Regions from separate parts of the Zeugodacus cucurbitae genome. Here region 2 is linked to region 1. Evidence: chromatin contacts called from public Hi-C data. All regions are on one chromosome and are shown on one strand. Each heading gives the region's core, a stretch centred on a gene start, on an enhancer-like site or on the middle of the called end of the contact. The rest is flanking DNA. Distances are from core to core; before and after follow the strand shown. Region 1 holds the start of LOC105215648 (probable serine/threonine-protein kinase DDB_G0267686). Region 2 holds the start of LOC105217344 (putative uncharacterized protein DDB_G0277255).

Region 1 (6,397 bases), core at 3,840-6,339:
CAACAACAATAACAACAATCAGCGTAGCAAATGAGTGAAGGCAGCAGAGTGGTTGGCGCTGAGACCACGTGAAAAATGCCGGAAACAAAATCGATTAGCAAAGCAGCAGTGGCAGTAGCACCAGCGGCAGTGGCAGTCCCAGTGGTGCGCTGTGTGGTATGAGCAACCACAACTGCACGATATGGCACTTGGCGTGTTTGCTTTGTGGTGTGTTCCTTTACTTGTGTGTGTGTGTGTGTTGTTGGCTCTCGCATGCCCGATCTCGGTGTGAGGCTTTGCGTGGAGCGCACAGCAAACTGACAGGTCACTGCGAATATGTGTTGCAAGTTGCTGTTGAACTAGAGGCAAGCTATTAAGACACTTATATTACTAGATATTACTATCAAAATGCAGTTCAATGCTTATTTAAGGCACAGAACCAGCTTAGTCAGCTGCTTAACGCACTTTTCGTTTACTTACCAACAACTTTAGTGTCATATATTCAGTCAAACACACAACCCAACACTAATTTCGCAGCAACTTCCGCTTCCGATATCCGCCAGCGGTCGTTGGAGACCCACAAAAAATCGTGCGGTTTTCGCATAACACTTTACCTGCCTCAGTTTGTACGCGTGTGTGCGTGAAAATTGTGTCACTATTGCCGACAACGCTTTAACACTTTTTCAGCAAACACTGCGAACGAAGGCACGTCTCACTTACGCAAGGATTTCAAGCAAAATTCTTACTGAAATCCACAAATTTCGAAGGACGCTCCAACCACAAACTCTAAGCTTATAAATTAACGGTTAACTAGCATTTTTAGACTGCACTTAAGCTGAAAATTTTCACTGCAATAACTGTTTTTTCAGCGCATCGTTTCGCTTGGAAAAATTCACGTAACACACCGAACCGAACGACAACGACGACGAAATTGATTTGTGTGTCACGAAATAACACAAATGTCAAAAAAGTACATTATTTTGTGTGGACTACTATTGGCATCCTCGTTGCTTCGTTGCGCTGCTACCGTTTGCTGTTGCTCTTCTCCACATTGCTGCGCTCTCACCATTTTCTCAAACTACCAACAACAAATTAACGGCGTTTAGTTATCATGCTGCCGACGACAGTCTTCGCAACCCACTCAGAACACAGGTGTGTTTTTATAAAGCAACGCTGTGACATACACTCACATACAGTTAATGCGAGAGAGCAAGCACATAACAAGCATTTTGCTGAGCGGCAGTTTGTGGAGAGCGCGCTAAGCGTAAAAGTGACACATCGCAAGGCTCAAAGCGGAAAAGCGAGCGTGAAAGTGCTGTGCAGCGTGAGAAAGTGTGTGAGAGAGAGAGAGAGAGGGCGCTTAAAGAGAGAGAGAAACTGCTAACAACGGGAGCGCAATTTTTCGCCAAACGTCAAAGTCGTAAACAGCTGACCGGTGTGTTGTAGTCACGTGCAAAATTGAAGCAGTTGGTATATTTGGAACTTTTGGGGGACATTTTGGGAATGACTTTTGAAGTCACTGAATATTATCAGATATTATATGTTAGTATCTGACAGTAGTCAATATATCAATGATTCCTTAAAGTCGGTTTATTTGCGAAAATGAGATTCAATCGAACAATATATAGCTTTTTAATTTCTTATTCCCTTTCTATGCTAATACTAACGTACATTTTTATAGCTCTTTTTTCACTTAGTGTCCTGAAGACTTAGGACACTTAGAAACTTTCTCGGTAGTCCTATTATCCTTTGTTTCGAAATGATATTCTAAAGCTTCGAAGCATATTCAGAAACTGGGGAGATTGGACTTTTATACTATAAACCTTCAAATCAAATATAAAGAACTCAATCTAGTTTCATCCATCAGACCCCTAAAGATCTATTAAATCACCCTTTGGCAAATCTTACATTAGTTTAGGTATCCCTGACTTCACAAACATAAAAAACACGAAGTGATGACTGACACGCTTTGGCGATCTTATCTAAAGTCACATGGACAGTTATTACGCCACTTAGAAAGCCGAAAAGTAATACACCCATCCCTTACCCATTAAAGACCGAAGCGAAATCTATATTGTTTTCTGAACTTCAATCAAATAGCAACTCAAAACATGCAACGGACTATTTCACAAAGCATTTAAAAGCCCTTTGAAAAAGCAACTCAGCAGAAAAAACGCATAAAAATACCTCACCAAACCCAAAAGCGTGTATAGCCAAAGCCAAGGAGCGTTAAATCCAGGAATAGACATGTCATTTCCACTACTTAAACGGGCATATTTTCATAAGTAAGTGGTGGTTGACTTACTGGTTAGTCATTGTAATTTAAGAACTTCAATAACGCTAGCTTTGCCAAGGGACCAAATGAAAGGCAGAATATTGTGTAAAAAGTGGGAGGTAAAGTTTTGGGCTTCTGGTTGGGGGTTCTCGCTGTGTTAGCTTATGTGCTTAAGTGCTGCATAGTTTAGTGAAAGTGACAATGCTCGATTAAATCGTTGAACACGGACCACCGCCACCATTACTACTACTAAGGACAGACAGTCTAAGGAGAATGTCGATTGAGTTTCAGGCATTGGAGTTAGGCAAAAATATGAATGATATGTCTACACCCACATGCCCAACTTTTAAAGTTAAGCAGACCCTGCAGGGATGATTTTATACTACTTTAACGAATTTTAAGATATTTTTTTGGAGTTCTGAAAGAAGAATCGAAGTTCAAGGAATGTAAGTTTCGATAAATAATTGTATTTTCAAATCTTTCATTTTCATTACAAACCATTTTTACAAAGAACATAGGATGGTATATGTATAGTAAAAGCTCACTGTTAGTTCTTTGAGATTTTTGTTTTATAACTGTTTAGTCCTGTTTGTGTCCTACTTGGCCACTGGCTGGCTCTTAAGCGGCTTTTCGCCAGGTAATAGTAGCTGTATTAGTAGTCTGAAAGGAATAGGGTGATTTGAATACGTTTCTGTTGCTCATTGCTCGCGCTAGCTTTGAGGGTGAAATATTTTGTTTTTTTTTTCGTTTGTTATTTAAAGCTTTCTGTTGCTTATCTAAATTGTTGCGGCAACGGCCTTTGGCATATTGGCGTATGTTTTATTTAGTTTTGTCTTTATTACACGGCTATCATAATTTATGGAAATTAAGTCTTTAAATATAGAAATGTAACTCATAACATTCGTTTACATATATAGGTAATAGTCAGCTTAATTTGATAGTTTTTTCAGCCAAATTATGTTGATATTAAGTTTTTAGGGAGGTGTATGAAAACAATCTCAGACACGGTGGACTTCCGATAACAGAAATGGATTATTTAACTCAACTAATTAAAAAGAGGCTCTCTTTGGTCTTTCATTGGGGAGGTTTTTTTAATGCGGTGGGTCCCAGCTCTGAAAGAGTTCGATGCTGTAACCACTAGGGGCAGCCGCGGAAGAGGCCGACCTCCACTCCGTTGGAAAGACCAATTGGAAAGTGACCTGGCTTCACTTGGTGTTTTCAGTTGGCGCCAAACAGCAAAAAGGAGGAATGAGTGGCGCGATTTGGTGGATTCGCTTAAAACGGTTCCTACGCCAAATATATATATAATTAAAATGAACTGATTCAAAAAATGTCGATAATTCGAGAAAAATGCAAACATTTATATTGAATAAATGAATCTCTGATACCATCAGCGCCGATACTGAGTGCATTAGAGTTTTGGACTATAAATTATGGATTCATTGGTACAATTATCAATCTAGTTGACTTCTAAGACTTAAAATATACATAAATCATAAAATCTTACGCCATAGAAAAGCGATTCGAGACGTTTTAAAACTTGTTGGACCTTTTTTTTAACAAAAAAATAATTTTATAAATTTTAGAAAATATGCTTTTGAAAAATAATTCGAAAAAAAATTTTGAAAATGTCTAAATGTTGAAAAAAGCTGAACTCAAGTCGTGGTGAAAAGGTACTCAAAACAATTTTCTATAATTAATAAAAAAAATAAAAAATAAAATTTCTGTTATCGAATTTGTAAAATTCCGTTTGTTTTTATGTAGTTAATGTGTATTGAGTTTCAATATTTTAATATTTATATTCAAGATATTCATAAAAAAACTAATAATAGAGGTTTTAAACTGTAATTTATGGTTTAGAATATTCGATCGGTCAAACCAAAAAATCACTATTTTTTGCCAAAATATATAAAAATCAAAAAAATATTTTTGTCTTCGTTGAAACTAACTCGACAACGCATTAAATGTTTATCAGTACGAACCGAATTTTCCATTTCCTTTAAATAAATATAATTTTTGTTTATTATTTATCGCTCTTCACGATTATTTCACCTTCTTCCTTGAACAAAATTTATTAATTTCTTAAAAAAATTAACTTTGCTTCTTTAGTTTTATTTCCAATTCATAAATATGGAAAACAAAAAATATTTTTAAAGCAAGTAGTAACAATAATAATAGCACATGCTAGCATTTGTACTAACTTTGTGCGGCACATTCACCTTAATAGTTTAACCACTTTACGGCGCGCTATGTAAGTATGCGCGTATGTGCTTCAGCCGACACGCTTCTTCACGACACTTCACTTCACTCCACGCTGCACTTTGCATTGCTTTTCATTATCTTTTTCCCCATCCGTTAATGGTTGTTGTTGTTCACTTTTTCTTTGCACACTTTTCTTTCGATATATTTTTCACATGCACAGACACACATCCACCACTGATGTTGTTGTTGTTGTATTTATATGTGGTTATATTTATTTTTTAATTTATTGACTTGTTTGCTTATTTGATATTTTTAATTTTTTTTTGCCGCGTCTCCGCACCGACGACACACGGCTGACGATTGACTACGGCGATTCCGGGCCCGCAATATTGAGGCGCAACGGTGGTACCGCGCTGGGCTTCTTCCACACAATCCACAATCACTGTGGCAGCCTTAATACACTAGCACTAGCACTGGCACTGGCATTTAGCACTCACTTGTACGCTAGTGCGTCGCACTACATTCAATACATTCGTTAATAATACGTTCTTCGGCGGTCTGGTTATTGGTTGGCTGGTTGGTTGATGATGGCGATGGCGTTGTGTGTTGTTGTCGCCAGCGGTGTTCCACAGCGTGTTCGGAGTGTGTGAACCCAACTAAATGCGATACGAAACTGAGGCGCAGGCAAAAAGCGCACAACGTGTAGTGTCAGTCAATCGTTGCTCTTGCCCTGGCCTGGCCTAACCACCAGCGCCCGGCTGCGCGGCAGCATGGCAGCAAGTCGACAGTGTGGATGAAGTGCGCCATGCGTTCGGCTGTGTGTGCGTGTGTGTGTGTGGTGTGTTTGGCGTGTGGAGCAACGCAGTCGCAATGCGAACCAAAGTCAAATAGTGTCGTGGCAGCGCCGCAAAGACAGTGTAAACACGAGTGGCAGCCGGCCGATTTAGTGGTCGTGATGGTGGTGGTGGAGCAGTTGCGGCTTGCGGCAGCCGCGTCGCATGCAGAAATGGTTCGACGAAGGCAATGAACAGCACAGGCTAATAACAGCGGCTGCGACGACGGCAGCAATACAAGCTACTGGAAGCACTTGCATGGAGAGACCACAGGCGAAACTTTTCGTCGTCGGCAACGTCGTCATCGTCATCGTCGGCAGTGGCGAAGTGTTAATGCGGAGTGCGACCGCTACCTTAAAAGTAGTAGCAGAAAACAGTGGTGTAATTCGGAAGTCAGCGAGTTTTAAGCTTTTCGAGAAATTTTATTTGCAAGCCTAAAAGCTTCGCTCGATAACCTTATAAATTGTGTGTCAAAATAACAGCTGTCAAACGGAGCATTTTGACTGACAGATTAAGCTTCCTAGTTGAGTCTACTATTTTGTCTCTCAAGATCCCTACGCTCCCCAAGTTTTACGGAAGGGTTTTTGTGAGATCGAAGAAATTTGGTGTCTTTATGGCGAGTTTGTAGTGTAATTAATTTCATCTGAGACATGAGAAGAACTCCAAAAGCTTCCCAGGAAACATTGGATGAGTAAATGGGTAGGTAAGTTGTTATAGTGGATGTCGGACGACGCACCTGGGCCTTCAAGAGACCCATTGTGAAACCACCGGGACTGGAATCCCCTCACACTACCATGTTCTGTCCAAACCACTCTATAGTCTTGGCAATTCAAAATGTTGTGCAACTTCTGAGACATCTTCAGTAAACCATGACCGATAGTTGCAATTATTTTCCTATACAGAGCTTTAGATTCGCTGAAGAAGTTGTACTGGAGTCTCTTCTTCCTCTCCTCTTGGCAGCTTTTACAGTAATCATTGTAAGGTATCACCAGGCAACTGGCGTATCTTCCAATCAGACAGTGACCTTTAAGTACTCCTATTCGAGTTCTTATGTCGTTCCTTTTCATTCCCTTATTCCATTTAGGTCACGTTTCTCAGACAAGAATCT
Region 2 (6,873 bases), core at 3,453-5,952, 130 kb after region 1:
AATTTCCAGGTAAACTTAAGCTGAGTAGCTCCAGCAAGCCAAATTTCTCATTTCAACTACTTATTTGCTAAAGATACTTAGTGATAGCGTTAATTAAATTGTGTACAAGTGTCGTTTTCAGCACGAAAAACGACGCCAAAACCTTGTGGGCTTGTTTTGAACAACAAAGTAGACGCGACTAAACTCATACAAAAACTAAAAAAAAATACAAAAAAAAAATAACAAAAAACAAATTTTCACAATTTCCAACAGTTGTTTGCCGTCTTATCGCACAAGTATGTATAATGCCAACAACAACAATTAAAACTAAACTAACTAAACTAAACATACAGCTACTTAGCTTAATACAATACTTATTAACCACATTCTCGAGGGCTCGTTTATTGCACTTTCTACAACAACAACAATGCAATAATCACCTGCAAACAATTGTTAATAATTTAGCGAATTTTTGCGCATATTAGTAATGCAGCAGCGCAGCAGCAGACCAGTAGTAGATAACGAGCAAGCATGCTGTTAACGAGGCTTTCAAAATGCAAAGGCATTAGGCAGCTTTAACACAAATACTCACATACATACATATAAGCATACTTTCAGGCATACTAGTAAGTATATGATATGTGTGCTTGTGTTTAAATCTTATTAACCTTTTGCATGAACGCATTGTATTACACAAAGCGCTGCAACAACTGTATAATAACAGTAACAATAACAATAACAATTAAATTACAATGCAGTTACAAATGAAGCACGAGCGCATGAGTTGTGGCACGAAGAAGCAGGAGAAGCAGTGCGCCGTAATGCCAGGCATACTTGCAGCATATTTGCATGACACACACACACACACACACACACACGCATATTTTCACCTTTTTTCGCCAGCAGTTTAGCGGGTTCAGCGCTGCACTCCGTTAGTCAGTTCTGGCTGTCAAGGGTTGTGCGCCTGTAAGGCTGCTTGCATTTCACTACATTGCCACACGATTGCTGTGTTGTTGTTGTTGTACAAGATTTTATTTGTTTGTATTTTTGTTGTAGTTGATTTATATCATGTCAGCTGCATGCAATAACAACAACAACAGCACTAACAAGCGGCCAGTTGGAAATGCATACATGTGCTTGATGGTGAGCAGCAGCGTTTAAGCATTAAAAAATACTTTTTTTTGCTTTCAAGCAAACTGAATTGAGTAAGCTACTGCAACATTGCAAGTGTGGCATGCAACCAACTCGCATACTATCGCGGAAAGGGTTGTTGCCACTACCTACTTGCCACACATTTTCATATACTTTCATGAACTCATATACACTTCATTGCCGCCGCACTGCAACCCTGTCACTTTTAATGTTTCAACATTTGAACATTGATTGCTCTTCACTTGCTTGCTTTACCCAAGCCAGGCCGTGTGTCGTGTAAAATACAAAAATTTGCATATTTTTATACACGCTACCAATATATTTGTGTGTATGTATGTCTATGTGAGCCTGCCTTTGAGTAATGCCCTTTTGAAAAGGGGTGTGCTCACCGCTACGGCTGTTAATTGTTATTACTATTTTCATAAGCGTTTATTTTTATTGCTGCATATAATTCACAATTAAACATAATAATCATCGTTAACGTATTTAAACAAATAGTTATTGAGATAAAGTGTATATTTTTGCATTTAAAATAAAATCAAACGTAAGTTATATGTCGGAAAACTCACGTCCGACAGTAAACCGCTTGAGTGCGGCGCATCGCACGTGCTTTCCAACACGTGGCTGCCTTGTGAAATTAAATACAGCTTAATATGCAGTCATAGTTATTTATAAGAAAGCCTATTGGGGTGAGTAAGCAGGGTTGCTTGGAAAATCAAGAAAACAAGAGTCAGAAATTTATAATAAACTATTTTTGGAGCCTTCACCAAATGTCAAAATATGCCCGAACCTTAAAAATGTTCCAATTTTTTCCGCTCATTTACGCAACTTGCAATATAATATGATTTTACATGTGAGCTTTCACTCAAAGATCTTTCATTTCAAGTGAGCTTTCACCATTTTCCGTATTATGAGTGAAAGTTTAAAACTTTTAATATTTTTTAGATGATTTTATAATATAATATGGTTTTTCATTCGAGCTTTCATCCTAAGAGCTTTGATTGCAAGTGAGCTTTCACCATTTTTCGTCTTAAGAGTGAAAGTTTAAAGCTTTGGGTTTTTTTAGATGATTTTAGCAATATTTTATGATTTTTTATGTGAGCTTTCACTCTAAGAGTTTTCATTGCAAGTGAGCTTTCATAAAATTAATCATAAAGCTTAGAAGTTATAGTTTAATTTTTGTTTTCAACTACAATTATATAACACTACAAAGTAATTTTGCTTAAACCAAAGTCTCTTTTATGAAATCTTTTCACAAAAGTGTGACAATTTTTTGTTGTGTCCGATATTTTTTTAAAATCTATATTTATTGTATCACTCTTATTCTGCTCTTTTTATCTATCTTTGTTATTGTAATATTTAAAGTTTCCACTTATTTGAATTTCACAAATAATGCGTCTACTATCTTTTCGATAATTTTACTATCTACTAACGAGCTTTTTGAATAGGGCTTATATCGTAGTCGTGTAGTAGTACTACTACTATTATTTATCTTAATGTGTTGTTTTTGCTATAAATCTTGGAATTTATTGTTGCTGTTTTAATAAATAAACAACTTGTTTACTAGCAAACATTTTATAACTGTTAATTTGTATGCCGTAGTATTTTCTAATCTCCTTACTACGTTAGATACCCACTATACACAAAAGACACACGATAGCGCTGGGAAATAGTTTTTGTTTGCTAATATATTTTTAACGTAACAAAAATTTACACCATACGAATTTAGTTTTGAAAAATAATTTAAAAAAAAATGGACAGTGGATGAAAAAAAAAAGGTTTTTCAAAATTTAATTTTTTTCCTAAAATTTTTTTTTGAAAAATTATTTAAAAAACAATTTGATTTTTTTTTTGGAATTTGTTTTTCAAAAAAAGCAATCTTTTTCAAATTTAATTTTTTTTCAAATTTTTTTTTCAAATTTTTTTCAAATTTAATTTTTTTTCAAAACTTTTTCTTTCCTAAAAGTTTTGTAACATTTTCATAAATAATTTTTTTAAACTACAATAAAATTGAATTTTTCTACTCACATCGTATCTTTCTGGCCTCATTGTATCCCCCAAATGTATGGGTTTAATTTATAATCCAACATTGGTTATTTGTGCGACACCACAAAAATGCAACATTGGCTGTGTTTTTGTATAAATAAATTGAATTTATATACAAAACCAATTGAAATTCACTGCTTTAGTTTTGTTAATGCACTAATGTAAAAGCAGTATGCACTTTTTTCAATACTCGCTTAAGATTTCAAAAACTGTTTTGAAAAAATTCAAATTTTCAAAATTAATCACCGCAAACTTATTGCACTTTGCTTCGACACGTAACAAAAATTGTTTTTTTTTTCTTAATTTTTATTTTTAAACGTTTGCGTGCTACACTTTTGCTTTAAATTTTAGCAATGTTTCGAAAATTTTCAATATTATTTTTAACCTTTAAGCTGAAAATTTATATTTTGCTAATTTTTCGAACAAAATTTGAATGCTTTTTAGTGACTGATTTTTTGTTGCTGTGAATTACACTTTTTGTTTAAAAAATCTTCAATTTATTTTTTTTTTCAAAATTTCGCAAAACACTTTGTTTTTTCAGCGTTGTTTTTTACACTAAATTTTCACTTTTATACCGTTAAATTGCATAAATTTTCGTATTTTCAGCAATGCACTTTGATATCTAGATTTTTGCACTTTTCCAATTGAATTTTCTTTAAATCTTGACACTTTCAAAAATAACGCGTTTCACTAGTTTCACACGTTTTCATATTTTGCTTCACAAAATCGTTTAATTTTATTTTTATTTTTGTTGTTGTTTTTTTTTTAACTTTTACTCATAAATGATTTTATTTATTTTTTATTAAAATATAATTCATTGCTTTTTTCATATATATGGGTGTGTGTGTGTGTGAAATTTTTTTGAACTGAAGCGTTTCCAACGTTCTTAACCCGACGACAGTTGCCACAGAACTGAAACGTACGCTTACCAAATACAAACTAAATGCTAGATGTCTTGTTCAGTGTTGAATGAATCCGATACGATACGGATTCGTACTGAAATCGAATGCTGAAGAAAGAGGAGGAGGCTTCATAGCACACCGTCGTCGCTGCTGCCTCACTACTGCTCGCTTGCTGGCCTGACTGTGTTTGGCTGCCTGCCTGCCTGCCTGTCTCCGATGGTGCTGGCGCTGCTGCGGCTGCACTGCTGAAATCGTATCGCCTGTAATGTTATACGGCAGACGACCGAAACGACCTCAGCACCACCAACCACCAACAACAACAACAATACAACGTGAACCACCTAACGGCGCAACAACGACGACGTGTGTGCCAGCGAGCCAACGTGTTTCGTACGAACGTACTTTACGAGTACGAATTGGTCATTCTACGGAGTGCGCGCCGCACAAACACACCAACAACATCAAAAACGAAACGAAGCGTATGTGTGCCTCCACGAACCACATACGAGTATGTATGTACGAACATTCGGGGGCTATTATAATAGCATGGCTAACCCAAGTACCCGCTAAACGTATCGATGAGATACGCGCTGTCGAGCTTAGCTGTGCACAATTGAACCGAACTTAACTGATAGCCGATATGCAGTGAACGAGTGTAAGCGCTGTTAGAAGTTCGGCACCATAGCGGCGGCGTTGGCGGCTATCGCTGCGGGTAGGCGCACTCGGCGCTCGATATTCGGTGTGCTCCAAGTGTCACACATCTCGCTGTCTGTTGTCGCTTTGAGCGTGTATGCGTGCTTTGTTGCTGTTACACCTGGCGACCTTAACTGTTTACAACTTAGTTTCATTATTTGTTGAGTGGAGGCTGAGTTTTCGGCGAGTTGTTGTAACACCTCGGGGCTTTGGATCGTAAAAGCCGGTAGTTAACTCAAATTTAGGCTTGAAAATGTAGCTACGGCTTGATATTTAAGTGAAATAAATTAAGCATGTGGTTCTTCTTCTTGCAAAGATACCTTAGGGGAGCTAGGGAAAGTCAGTACAACAACTAGTATACTCGAGCTCTGCCTTTTGTTTTTGGGGTCTAATTGGATCCAAGTAGATTCAATGAAATCAATTTTTTTTTCGAATTAGATTGAGAGGATTGAAATCAAAGCGTTTAATATCGCTTTCAATATTAATTTTCAGTTATATAACATTTTTGAAATAGTTTAATGAAAGCAAGGAAAATCTTTGGAAAAATTTTCAAAATTTTTGTTGTAATAAAAGAGATAGAACATTTGTTTTCATCATAAAATATATATGTAGTAAGACAGTATGAACTATATTTACACTGCTTCTCAAACTGTACTGTTTTCCAATTAGTATTAAAACCCAGTCCCTGCAAAAAGATTTAAGCGACAAACTTACATAACAGGATACTCAAATTCTAACATAAAAATATTATATAGACTCATAAATAGCATGACTAAGTCCCTAATGAGTCTCTACTCTTCGAAAACATAAAATCAAGTGATAAACTTATATACAGATAGATCCCAAATTGTATCACAAATGAGTTGAAAATTCTTTTGAAATACAACAAAAAACTTCATTTAAACCGCTTCGTTGCTCAAAGTTAGCAGAAAATCGTTGAAATTCAACTTTCATGACGGCATTTCTCAAATTGGTTATTACATAAAGCGCACTCTATTTAATCACACAACAAACCAATTCCAACAGGTGTATCTGACATTCCTTTCGACTAAGTCATTTGCAGGCTTTTCGCAAATATTCGCCTTCGCATATTTTTCGAAATCGCACTTTGCACCACAGCGCCACACGCATACACATAACTGTATACATATAGATTAACTCTCAGTGATATCTGCCCTGTGATTGCCACCTTCAATAGCGTCAATAAGACGCCGGCAAGCTCATTGAGTAGCGCACGCTCTGTCTTTCGCACTCTTGTGGTTGGCCTCATAAAGTGATAACGCACTTTTGAGCTTAGTAACTTAGTGTTCTTCTGCTTCTTCTTCCTCTTCTGCACATTTTCGTTTGCCTCACTTTGATTTGCGCGCTGTGTTATCAAATGTTATTGCTATATGACTTAATTGTTTGGTGGTGGAGGGGAACCAAGCGCGTATGTTATATTTAGTAATTTACATGCAAATTCTTCGTATCAAGCGTATTTGTTTTGATTTTGTTCGGCTTTTTTACACGCGCAGTTTTTTTCCTATTTCATCACTTTTTTCTTCTTATTTCATTCATTTTCATGAATCACTTTCGGCGTTTAGTTTGTTGTTTTTGATGTTTATTGTGGTATCATTTTCGGGTATTGTCTTCATTTGTTCGACTTATTATCACAACATGGAAATTAACTGCTGTAGCAAGTATAGTGTAAACAGTGTTATCGCCGGTCGGAAGAGCCTTGAATATTGTGGAATTCGCTACAAATTTCTTATGGAGACTTTTGAGCCTAAGAGCTTATGTTGTTTATGTAAGGTATTCCAAACAATTTTTGTTTAGTGTTGATGGTATGAAGTTATGGTTTCGAGAATACATTGAAGCTTTTCAAGCGAGTTTTTTATTTTATAGAATTTTACATAAATCTTAAGTCGAATATACACAGAGCGAAAAATACCACATAAAATTGTTAAGATTGTCTTCATGAACAGGTTATAGGCTGAGAGGTGTACCCGACGTAAGAAATGAAAAAATATTAAAAAAATAAAATTAATAAAGAATTCCCTTTGGTTTTCCTCAGAAACTCCTCAGAAAGCGTATACGCTTATAAACCTACATAACTACATAT

Evidence for each region. A called contact is a pair of places that touch in the nucleus more often than the background predicts.
Region 2: a Hi-C map of whole body shows a contact between it and region 1, with 3 times the contacts expected there. The contact joins the promoter of LOC105217344 here to the promoter of LOC105215648 in region 1. A contact is called at or near these places in 2 of 2 Hi-C or Micro-C datasets (both in whole body).

What each region holds. Positions count from the first base shown.
Region 1 is chr6:2,864,094-2,870,490 of idZeuCucr1.2, forward strand. LOC105215648 (probable serine/threonine-protein kinase DDB_G0267686) reads right to left here and starts at 5,090. Exons shown (of 6, transcript XM_054234878.1): 1 at 4,474-5,090.
Region 2 is chr6:2,997,108-3,003,980 of idZeuCucr1.2, forward strand. It overlaps LOC105217344 (putative uncharacterized protein DDB_G0277255), which reads right to left and starts at 4,703. Exons shown (of 5, transcript XM_054232964.1): 1 at 3,160-4,703. The coding sequence starts at 3,161. The region is part of intron 2 of LOC128922463 (a long non-coding RNA gene); the gene reads left to right.